Linked DNA regions of Gossypium hirsutum: regions 1 and 2 are each linked to region 3. Evidence: chromatin contacts called from public Hi-C data. All regions are on one chromosome and are shown on one strand. Each heading gives the region's core, a stretch centred on a gene start, on an enhancer-like site or on the middle of the called end of the contact. The rest is flanking DNA. Distances are from core to core; before and after follow the strand shown. Region 1 holds the start of LOC107895264 (transmembrane 9 superfamily member 3). Region 2 holds the start of LOC107895318 (tRNA threonylcarbamoyladenosine dehydratase). Region 3 holds the start of LOC107895238 (UTP--glucose-1-phosphate uridylyltransferase-like).

Evidence for each region. Hi-C and Micro-C count contacts between places; a contact is called where the count stands out from the background.
Region 1: a contact with region 3 is called in a Hi-C map of fibers, with 4 times the contacts expected there. The contact joins the promoter of LOC107895264 here to the promoter of LOC107895238 in region 3. A contact is called at or near these places in 22 of 34 Hi-C or Micro-C datasets (anther, callus, fibers and 4 more).
Region 2: a contact with region 3 is called in a Hi-C map of leaf, with 2.2 times the contacts expected there. The contact joins the promoter of LOC107895318 here to the promoter of LOC107895238 in region 3. A contact is called at or near these places in 8 of 34 Hi-C or Micro-C datasets (hypocotyl, leaf and seedling).

The regions. Positions count from the first base shown.
Region 1 is chrA11:23,314,456-23,317,363 of Gossypium_hirsutum_v2.1, forward strand. LOC107895264 (transmembrane 9 superfamily member 3) reads right to left here and starts at 1,296. Exons shown (of 8, transcript XM_016820568.2): 1 at 770-1,296; 2 at 647-687; 3 at 1-571. The coding sequence starts at 921.
Region 2 is chrA11:23,257,340-23,260,414 of Gossypium_hirsutum_v2.1, forward strand. LOC107895318 (tRNA threonylcarbamoyladenosine dehydratase) reads right to left here and starts at 1,338. Exons shown (of 10, transcript XM_041081389.1): 1 at 969-1,338; 2 at 534-577. The coding sequence starts at 1,060.
Region 3 is chrA11:23,460,172-23,463,147 of Gossypium_hirsutum_v2.1, forward strand. It overlaps LOC107895238 (UTP--glucose-1-phosphate uridylyltransferase-like), which reads right to left and starts at 1,518. Exons shown (of 22, transcript NM_001326833.1): 1 at 1,474-1,518; 2 at 1,282-1,366; 3 at 1,133-1,180; 4 at 954-1,045; 5 at 779-869; 6 at 614-674; 7 at 434-511; 8 at 290-340; 9 at 96-169. The coding sequence starts at 1,334.

The sequences.
Region 1 (2,908 bases), core at 46-2,545, 150 kb before region 3:
AAATCATTCTTAAGGATTCGCATGAGAATGGTGGCGAGGAAAGCGGTCAATAACAAAAGGGTGACACATGAATTAAGGGTTGAGAACCACTGGATTTGCCGCAAGGAAGAAGACGACTTGTACTTATCCAGCCGTTTCTCAAAAGGGACGTCTATTTCCTTCCATTTAACGGTGTACATGAAATCCACATCAACAGGTTCGTCTCCGGTGACATCGACAACCGCGCGTGGATCAATTCTGACATTAATCTCGATAACACGGTCCTTATTGTAAAATATCTCGAATACGAGATGCTTATAGAGATAATATTTGCAATCGCTTGGATCGGCCTTGCCTACGTTATCAACTTTGCCAAAGAAGCCCCAAAACGGAAGGTCGTCGAAGTACATTTGGAAGTAATAGTCTTTAGAGATGGCGGTTCTGAACCTGGCAACTTCTTCCTTTGAGAGCTTCCTTTTGCAAGCAATCTCAGCATCTTTCTCGCTCAAAAAGTCAATTCTGTAAGGGCCACTCACTAGCCGATCCCCATTCAATACTTCGCCAAAAGCTTCCTTCTTCTCCTTCAGGGGGACTGCACAGCACAATCTCAATTCATCTTAAACTCCCTTAAAAAAGACCAAAAACGACCAAACAAACAGAAACGAACCTGAGGAACAGAATGGAAAATCGAAGTAACGGTATGTCTCGCTGTTAATGAAAGAGAAAATAGGTTAAAGGAAATAAAAAACTGTAAAATCGAGAAATTGAGAAAAATGGAAAGAAGGGACACCTGGGATTGCCGAAGGGACCGACTTTATTAGCATAAAGAGGGACTTCATCTCCAGCTTTGTAACGATGATCAGAGGCACTGGATCTCACATGCGCTACGCAGCATAGGCTCGCAAGGGCCACTGCAACCAAACACGTCCTCATTCTCTCCATTCCCTCACTGCAAAAACGATTCGAAGAGAGGAAGGGGAACCAGTTGTATTCTAATTTCTAAAAAGGAAGACCAAGTCGTGACATAAAGACGAGTGAGTTTACTTTATATGATAATGACTTAACAACCAGTTTCCCAGGAGGAGGAGAAATGGTGTCGGTGGTATATTATAAATATATAAGATTGGTGGGCGAAGAAGGGGATTAAAAAAACAATCCGTTTACTTGACTTTGACAGTGTAAGAGACGAAGAAGCATCTCAATCATCAAATGTAGATAGACATTATCTATGGTGCAGTAGCGATTATTCCACAACTAGGTTGTGGTTAGAATCAGTTGGTAGAGTTTCCATGCAAAGGTATCTCACGGGACAATGGAAGAAGAAAGGGTCTAGAGCTTTTAAGAAGTTATATTTACCCTTGGTTCATGCAGCTGGTTTTCTGTTTCTTTTTAATTTTGCTGACCGTTTCAACTAACCAATTATCCTGATGCAACGTAGACCTGATTTAAGCAGAAGATGATTAGTTGGGAAGAAATTACTATTGAAAATAATTGTATTATTTCTTAAGAATGTTTGCATTTTTTTATATCTGTAAATTTAATATAGTTGTTTAGGATTTAAGGTTTCATTTTTATAATTTGGTGTATTAATTTCTTAGAATGTTTGTATTTTTTTGTATCTTTAAATTTAATTTAATCTGTAATATATATAATTTGAATTTAAAATATTTGTATATTAATTTTACCCATCTGTTTGTAGTTCGTTGGATGTTTAAATTTAATATAGTGCATATTATTTTTGTATTAATATTGTAGAATGATTGTATTTTATTGTGTATATAAATTTAATTTGTTGTGTACTATTACTTATTTGAATTTTTTTTAAAATATTTCGAAGTTATTTATTCAAACAAATAATTATTTTAGAGAAATTAAATTAATATTTAAAAAAATAATTTAACAATAAAATAAATATTTACAGAATAATTTTAAAATAAAGTAAAAATTAACAGAAAAAATTTAAAATTGTTGCGATCTCGGCGACGTCCCCGGCGGTGGCGTGTAACGGTCTGGATGCCTCCGTCGATGATGCCATGCACCTTGCTCAGGCATTTGATAATTGTTCGGTCCGGCCTTCGATGTCCCGTCCGCTGTACTTAGAAAAGTAGAATAACCATATACACCATAATTGGGAGTTAATGGGTATTGAATGACCGGAGGTGTCGATGGAAAAATATCCTCAGTGGTGGGTGTACGTGTTTCGAGACGGAGCTTCTGGTGGTATGAGGACCATTCGAATCGTGTCAAATGTTGAGGCTCTAAGTCATCACCAAAAATATCCTCGAATGATGGAGGAATTTCTTGCAGCGAATCTGGATTCAGATGGTGTGATGATGAGCCAGATGCTTCATATTGGAGCTCGAGATCGGGGTCCAAAGTAGTATCTGACTCGATGTTCCTGAATGGCGGAATTTGGTTACTGTGCAGTTGTGCGTTCCTTTGTTGCCATCGAGAAAATTCCAGTTGCATGTCTCTTTGGATCAGCATGTAATGACCTTGGAATATAAAGGGTTTCCGGTGTGCCATATACCATGCTACGCACTCGGGCGTAAGAGAGAAGCTTCCCTCTAAGACATACAAGGAAGGGCGCTTCTAATGTCGCTGATTCCACAGAAAAATATACGGTTCATGTTTTTGTGCCCAATTTAAAGCGTTTCGACCCGAACCCTTTTTGTCCATTTGGTGGAATTTTTTTATGTCGACGGGAGGGTTCGGAATAAGTTGTGCGCAACCGAACTGCCTCAAAACCCGACCTCTATCGTGACACTTCATCATATAGAAATGAATCAACGGTACATTTGACACGAACAGCTGTTGCTGCTTGAAAACCCATGATGGTATGAGCACCGCAATATCTTTCTCATCATAAAACATCCATATAAACTGCATAATATAGACAACACATTATTATTTAATTTTTTTCTTGTAC
Region 2 (3,075 bases), core at 88-2,587, 200 kb before region 3:
TCTCATTCAATAATCCATAATTCATCGTATTAATAAACCAAAATAATAATCATGTGTTTTAGGCTAATTCATATCCTTGAAAAAAAAAAAAAGGAATAAGACAATTAACTTATTTTTGCAAAGCCTCTTTATTAAACAGAATGATACAAAATCCTGTTAGAAACTGTTTTCTGAACAATCATGGATTCAGTATAGGTCAAATTCATAGAGATTCATCACTCAGTAAGTAAGATGATTACTAAGAGGCTTACTACTATTAATAGCCTAGATATTTGTCCAACCTAATCATATATTCATATCTACCAGAAGAATTGCAGATATTAGTTCCCATAGCAGCAATCACTTTTCAGTTAAAAGAATAACATATTGCTGATCAATTGGGTTTTTCACATTACAAGGCATGCAGCTAATAGTTAAAAGCATGTTGAGGTCCATCAAATGAGAGAATACAACAGCAAAGCCTTTCTTTCGGACAATTACCATAGAAATCGTGTATAACAAGACAATTACTGAGTAAATAAAACTGACATTACCATTCAATTTGATTGCCTTTTTATCGCACTGGTTTGAAATCCTTCTGCAAAATACACAGAAAAATCAATCATTAAAAAGCTTCTGGTAAACTGCCGAAGGAAAAAATTCATATTCTATCTTTTATGAAACCAGATTAAATGAAAGACTCGTTCAACATACTTATATTTAATCTATTTCTAGGCAACTAAAAGGCAATTTAGTACTTCGACAAAACAACTTCACGAAAGAAAGAAAGCATAGCCTAGAAATTCTATTCAAATTTAATAATTTTAGCGAACATGGATGTGGACTAACAATGACCAATAAACATTTTCATAGAAATAAAGAAAAGAAGAAGAAGAAGAAGAAAGCACGATCAACGAATCAATGGACTCAACTGAGTTTCATATAGCAATGAAAGAGAGAATGAGATGATGACGATAAAAAAAACTTACCTTGGAAGAAGCTTAAGAAGAAATAAGGTAGAAGCAGCACCGAGAAGAGCACCTCCGCCCACCAATGCCAAGCTCTTGAGCTTCTCCTCCATTTTGATTTTGCACTTCTGTTGGGTCCTTAATCTTCAATGCCTGCGGCTCAGGGTTTTAGGCGGGATATTGGCTTAGGGTTTAAGACCCGATCCGAATCCGACTAACCTGAATTGGGTAGAGCGTGAATCTGAATTCTGAAATAGCTTCCATAAAGGCTGGAATCAAAGTTATTCAAACGTGAAATGATTTGAAGTCATAAGGGTTATTACTTGTCAACTTGAATTTAATTGTTCCTAAACTAAATTGTTTTACTTCCTCCTCAATTTGAACAAAATCTTCATTGGTAGCAAACAATCACACATGGTAAAATATTAATAAAAATTTAAAAATCTTTAAATTTATAAAATTATTTGCCTTTTAAAATAATCTACACAAAATGCTTAAATATGAACCTAAACATTATTGTATCACTAGTTTTATATATTTTTAAATTTTCAAATTACTGTTTTAAAAACGAATTTTTAGAATTAGAATTCTTATTTATTTTAATTTTAAATATTTTTTTTGTAATTTTTAGAAAATTCCCCAAGCATTTTTCTAATGTTTTTTTCACTTTCCTTATTTCATCGTCAACAAACTCTTCGATTTTACTTATTTTTGCTCAGTTTTATTTTTTTTTATCCTCATTTTTTTATACACAAAATATATCATCATTTGTAGTCTAATCCACTTTATTTATGTATTCTCTTCTTTATTTTTCCTTAACTGTGTAATTTACTTGGAAATTTTTTATTTTAACATTTTGATGATTTTGACAGGAAAAAAATATTAATTTTAATCAATTATCATGACTTCTAAGAGAAATATTTAAAAAAAAAAACTTTTTAGCTCTTACTATTTATATATCATTATGTCTTTTTTTTAATTCCTTTAAAAGTATTGATATTTTAATATCTAATATTATATGAATCAATATTCATGCAATCAATTTTTTATATAAAAAATAAATTATATAAAATTATTAAAAAACATTTTTGGTATAAATTATTTTGTGATTTGAGTTTATCTGAATTTAGATAATTATTTATCCAATGAAATATTTTTTTATAAATTTATATCTTTCAAATATTTTTATTAATTTTTGTGGTTATCATGTGTCGTTGTATTGTTACCTATTAGTGTCACATTATCGCTTTTTAACTACATTGTAATATAAGTAACAAAGTATTTAAGATTAGCCAATAATTCATGTAAATATGTATTATGTATTTGTATAATTTGCACTTTCAATTTAATATATTATATATCTATATCTATATTATATATAAAAATTTTGATTAAGTTGATATCACAAGAATCAAACATAAACTCAATTGAGAAAAGTCTAAAATGCATTTTTTTACAAGTAACAAATAGGGTAAACTACATCATTAATCACTAAAGTGTGGGTAAGTTTCTATTTTGATCACTTGACTATTTGAAAGTTTTTCATTTAAGTAGTGAAATATTCAAAAGTTTTATTTAAATCACTAGGTTGTTAAGTTTTTTTTTAAGAAAAAATCCGCCAATGAACTCTAAGTGACGATTCGACAATTGGTATGATAGATTAGTACTTATCGACAGGTAGAAGAACATACCTTAGATCCAAGTCAATCTGACGATCAATGTCAAAAATCAGAGAAAAAAGTTATTTAAATTTTGGTTTGCAGATTCATGACGGCCAAAGTTGTTTCATGAAAAATATTGAATTGTAGAAGAGAAGGGGAAAAAAACTTTCGATTAGTGCAAGCATTGCAAACAGAGAAAGCCATATAGCACCGCTTCGATTTTAATAGCCTATAACTTAGACCAACCCCATCATCTCCACCCCGTAGGAACTATGAGATCACCCCAAGGACGCCTTCGGTATCCAGGGGTCGCGAACCAACCATAGAACCCTGTTCAATAAGTGGAAAGCATTAGCCATCTGCTCTCAGGTTGAGCAATAAGGGTCGGAGAACGGCAATCACTCATTCTTAAAACCAACATTCTTAAGATCAAAAAGTCGAATGGGGGAAAGCTCTCCGTCGTTCCT
Region 3 (2,976 bases), core at 268-2,767:
TTACAGTTTACCCGTGCCAAGCTGGCACTTTCATTGCAACAGAATGACTAATTGACTACTAAAGTGAAAAGAAGTAAATAAGGAAGAAGTTTTACCATCCATCCTTGCCATGCTGGCCTTTGCTTGGTAATGGAGCAAAATCTTCAACAACCAGACGAGGATATTGGCTCTATGCAAATCCAGTACGGGGAGAAATCAGAGAAAAGATAATACAAGTAAAGGATATATCTCTCAAGTCTTAAAGTCTCGATTGAAACTGCAGAAGAAGCTGAAAATTGAAATCACCAACCTGATTGAAAGTATGAATCTCAATGTTTGAATTTGAGTACTTGTCGACAATCTGCAATGAAGAAGAGTTATATGAAGTTAAATTCCATGTTTAACAAAGGTAAAAATAAATCAGTAATCAGACATGTAACATAAAAGCGGGAACCTTCAATGTGTCATCATGGGTGTTGAATGAGTTCATCAGAACCAACGGAACATTACATCCGTATTTAGAATTAAGATTCTGAGCAAAATACCGATAAAAAAAATGTTAGCTTGATCTGATCATACAAAAACAAAAAGGAAAAAAAAGAAAGGAGAGGAAAGGAAATCAACAGCGTATGACCTCGATCTGAATAACAATTAGGTCAAGAAAAGTCAAGCCATTGCGAACTTCAATGACGGATCTGTGTTTTTTTTTGGAAAAAAGGAGAGGAAAAATCAGTTAGATGAATTTGTGCAGAATGAAAAACTATATAATAGAGTAAAAGTGAAGGATTAAGAAGCATACTTGGGACCAGTACATCCCATAGTGGTTCCAAGACCTCCATTAAGCTTTAAGACAACAAGTTTGTCCAAGAGCTTCTTGGTTTCAGCAGGATCTGCAATTAGATATAGTGAGAGATCAATCGAATCCAAAAGATACTTGATTTTGACCGGATAAAGTATAAGGTTAAGATCATTACCATCAGGAGAGGGAGACAAGGTGTCATAAGGAACAACCACTTCATCAGTTGGAGTCTGGATCTTACTCCACTCTATGTGCTGAGCTTCTCCACTTCAATCAAATGAAATTAACTTTCAGCATCAGGATCTGAATCTAACGGAAAACAAATAGAAGAGAACTGATTTGAAATAATAATACCTGAGATAGCGGGAGACAAGGTTGATGAATCCGTTTTTCTCATTTTCACTGAGACACAAATCAGAAACCACAGATTTGCTTACTATTACTCTCTGTTAATTCAGTAATCGCCACAATACTTAGTGAATAACGAAAGAAAAGAAGCAAACCTGATTTCAGAAAGAGCAGCGACGGCAGATTTGAGGTGTTCCAGCTTTTCCATTGGAAACAACTAGAAGAAGAACAAGAACAAGACTTTGATAGAATAATAGTATTAGGATCGATGAATCACAAAATCCAAGAAAACCAAATCGAAGCAAAGGAGAAAGGAATCTGAATTCACAACAGAGAAAGAATCTTACAAATGCGCTGCTGTGTGGTGTGCTGTTGTTTGTCACCTTCAAAACAAATTACCTAAGCTCGTCAAGTGAAATGAAAATATAACGCATATATACAAATTTATATCTAAACCATTTTTTTTCCCTTGACTTTTATATAAATTAATAAAAAAAATACAAAATGGAGTGCAATGGAATTAATAGCCTGACATGACATTTCTGTCTCTCTATAAATTTAATTTTTTAATTGAATAAAAAATATTAAATTGACATTTTATGCTTGTTTATTATTATTTTAATTAATTAATCACAAATTGGAAATATTAAAATAATTTAATTTTAAGCATGATATTAATTTTTTATTTAATTAGTACTTATTTAAATAATTTAAATGTATAAAAATGCTCTATAAATAATGAACAAAATGACTGGAATTTTAATTAAATGGCAATGAAATGAAGCAGTTTTTTTAAATTATTTTATAACATGATTCAATTTAACCCTTTAAATATTGTTTTCAAAATTGCAAAGCGAAAGTTAAATTCAAAGTCCATAAAGGAAAGAAGGAAAATGGAGAGGTGTAATAAAAAGTCTTAAACTTGGTTTGTAAAAGAAGAATGAATAGTTTGAAAGAGAAAAGAGAAATTAGAGTTACTTCTGCTTGGGCTTCTAGAAAAGGAAAATTATGGACGAATACGAAGCCCACAGCAAAGTAAGAGATGAGAGGGGGTGGACTAACGGGTGGCGCTCATCTCTACCAAAACGAGACACCTCACTCGCGGCATCTTTAAGAGATGAGAGGGGGTGGACTAACGGGTGGCGCTCATCTCTACCAAAACGAGACACCTCACTCGCGGCATCTTTCTTTACCCTTTCATCCCTTGGTTTGGCATATTCCCTGATTATATTTCATGTAGGCAAAAAGGCTTATGAATCATGATATCACTACATAAATATTTTTATTATTAATTTTATATTTAAGACTAGATCTAGAAGTTTAAAATATGAATATGTTATGTTTAATAATAAATTATTTTTGAAAAAAACTCCAAAATGATTCCATTCCTTAATTTTTTTTTTCCAAACCAGGGAATATTTTGGATTTATTGATGTAAATGGATTGCAGCCATCTAGCCAGTCCCTATCAGCCCGTGCCCAATTCCTGGCTTCGATCAAAGGCCAACAGGGTCAGGCCTTGAGCCAGACCAGGAATCCCTTGTCTTACGTACTCGAAGTCGACGTACTTAACACATCGACGTGGGTATCAACCTCCCGTGCGTTTGAGTGAAAGGGAGTGCCTTACCCAATTAAAATCAAACTTCAACATGTGATTCCCATCGCCTGCGGCTTGCCCAAATCGCTATAGATGAACCTTGATTGAAGTATTTACAAGGTCCAAATTAATTTTTCTATCATTAAATAAATTAATTTAATCTTTATATTATTTAAAAAATAAAATTAATTCACAATATTTACTATATAAAAATGTTTTAAAAAATATTTTTTTAATTACAGTTGAATTCTAAA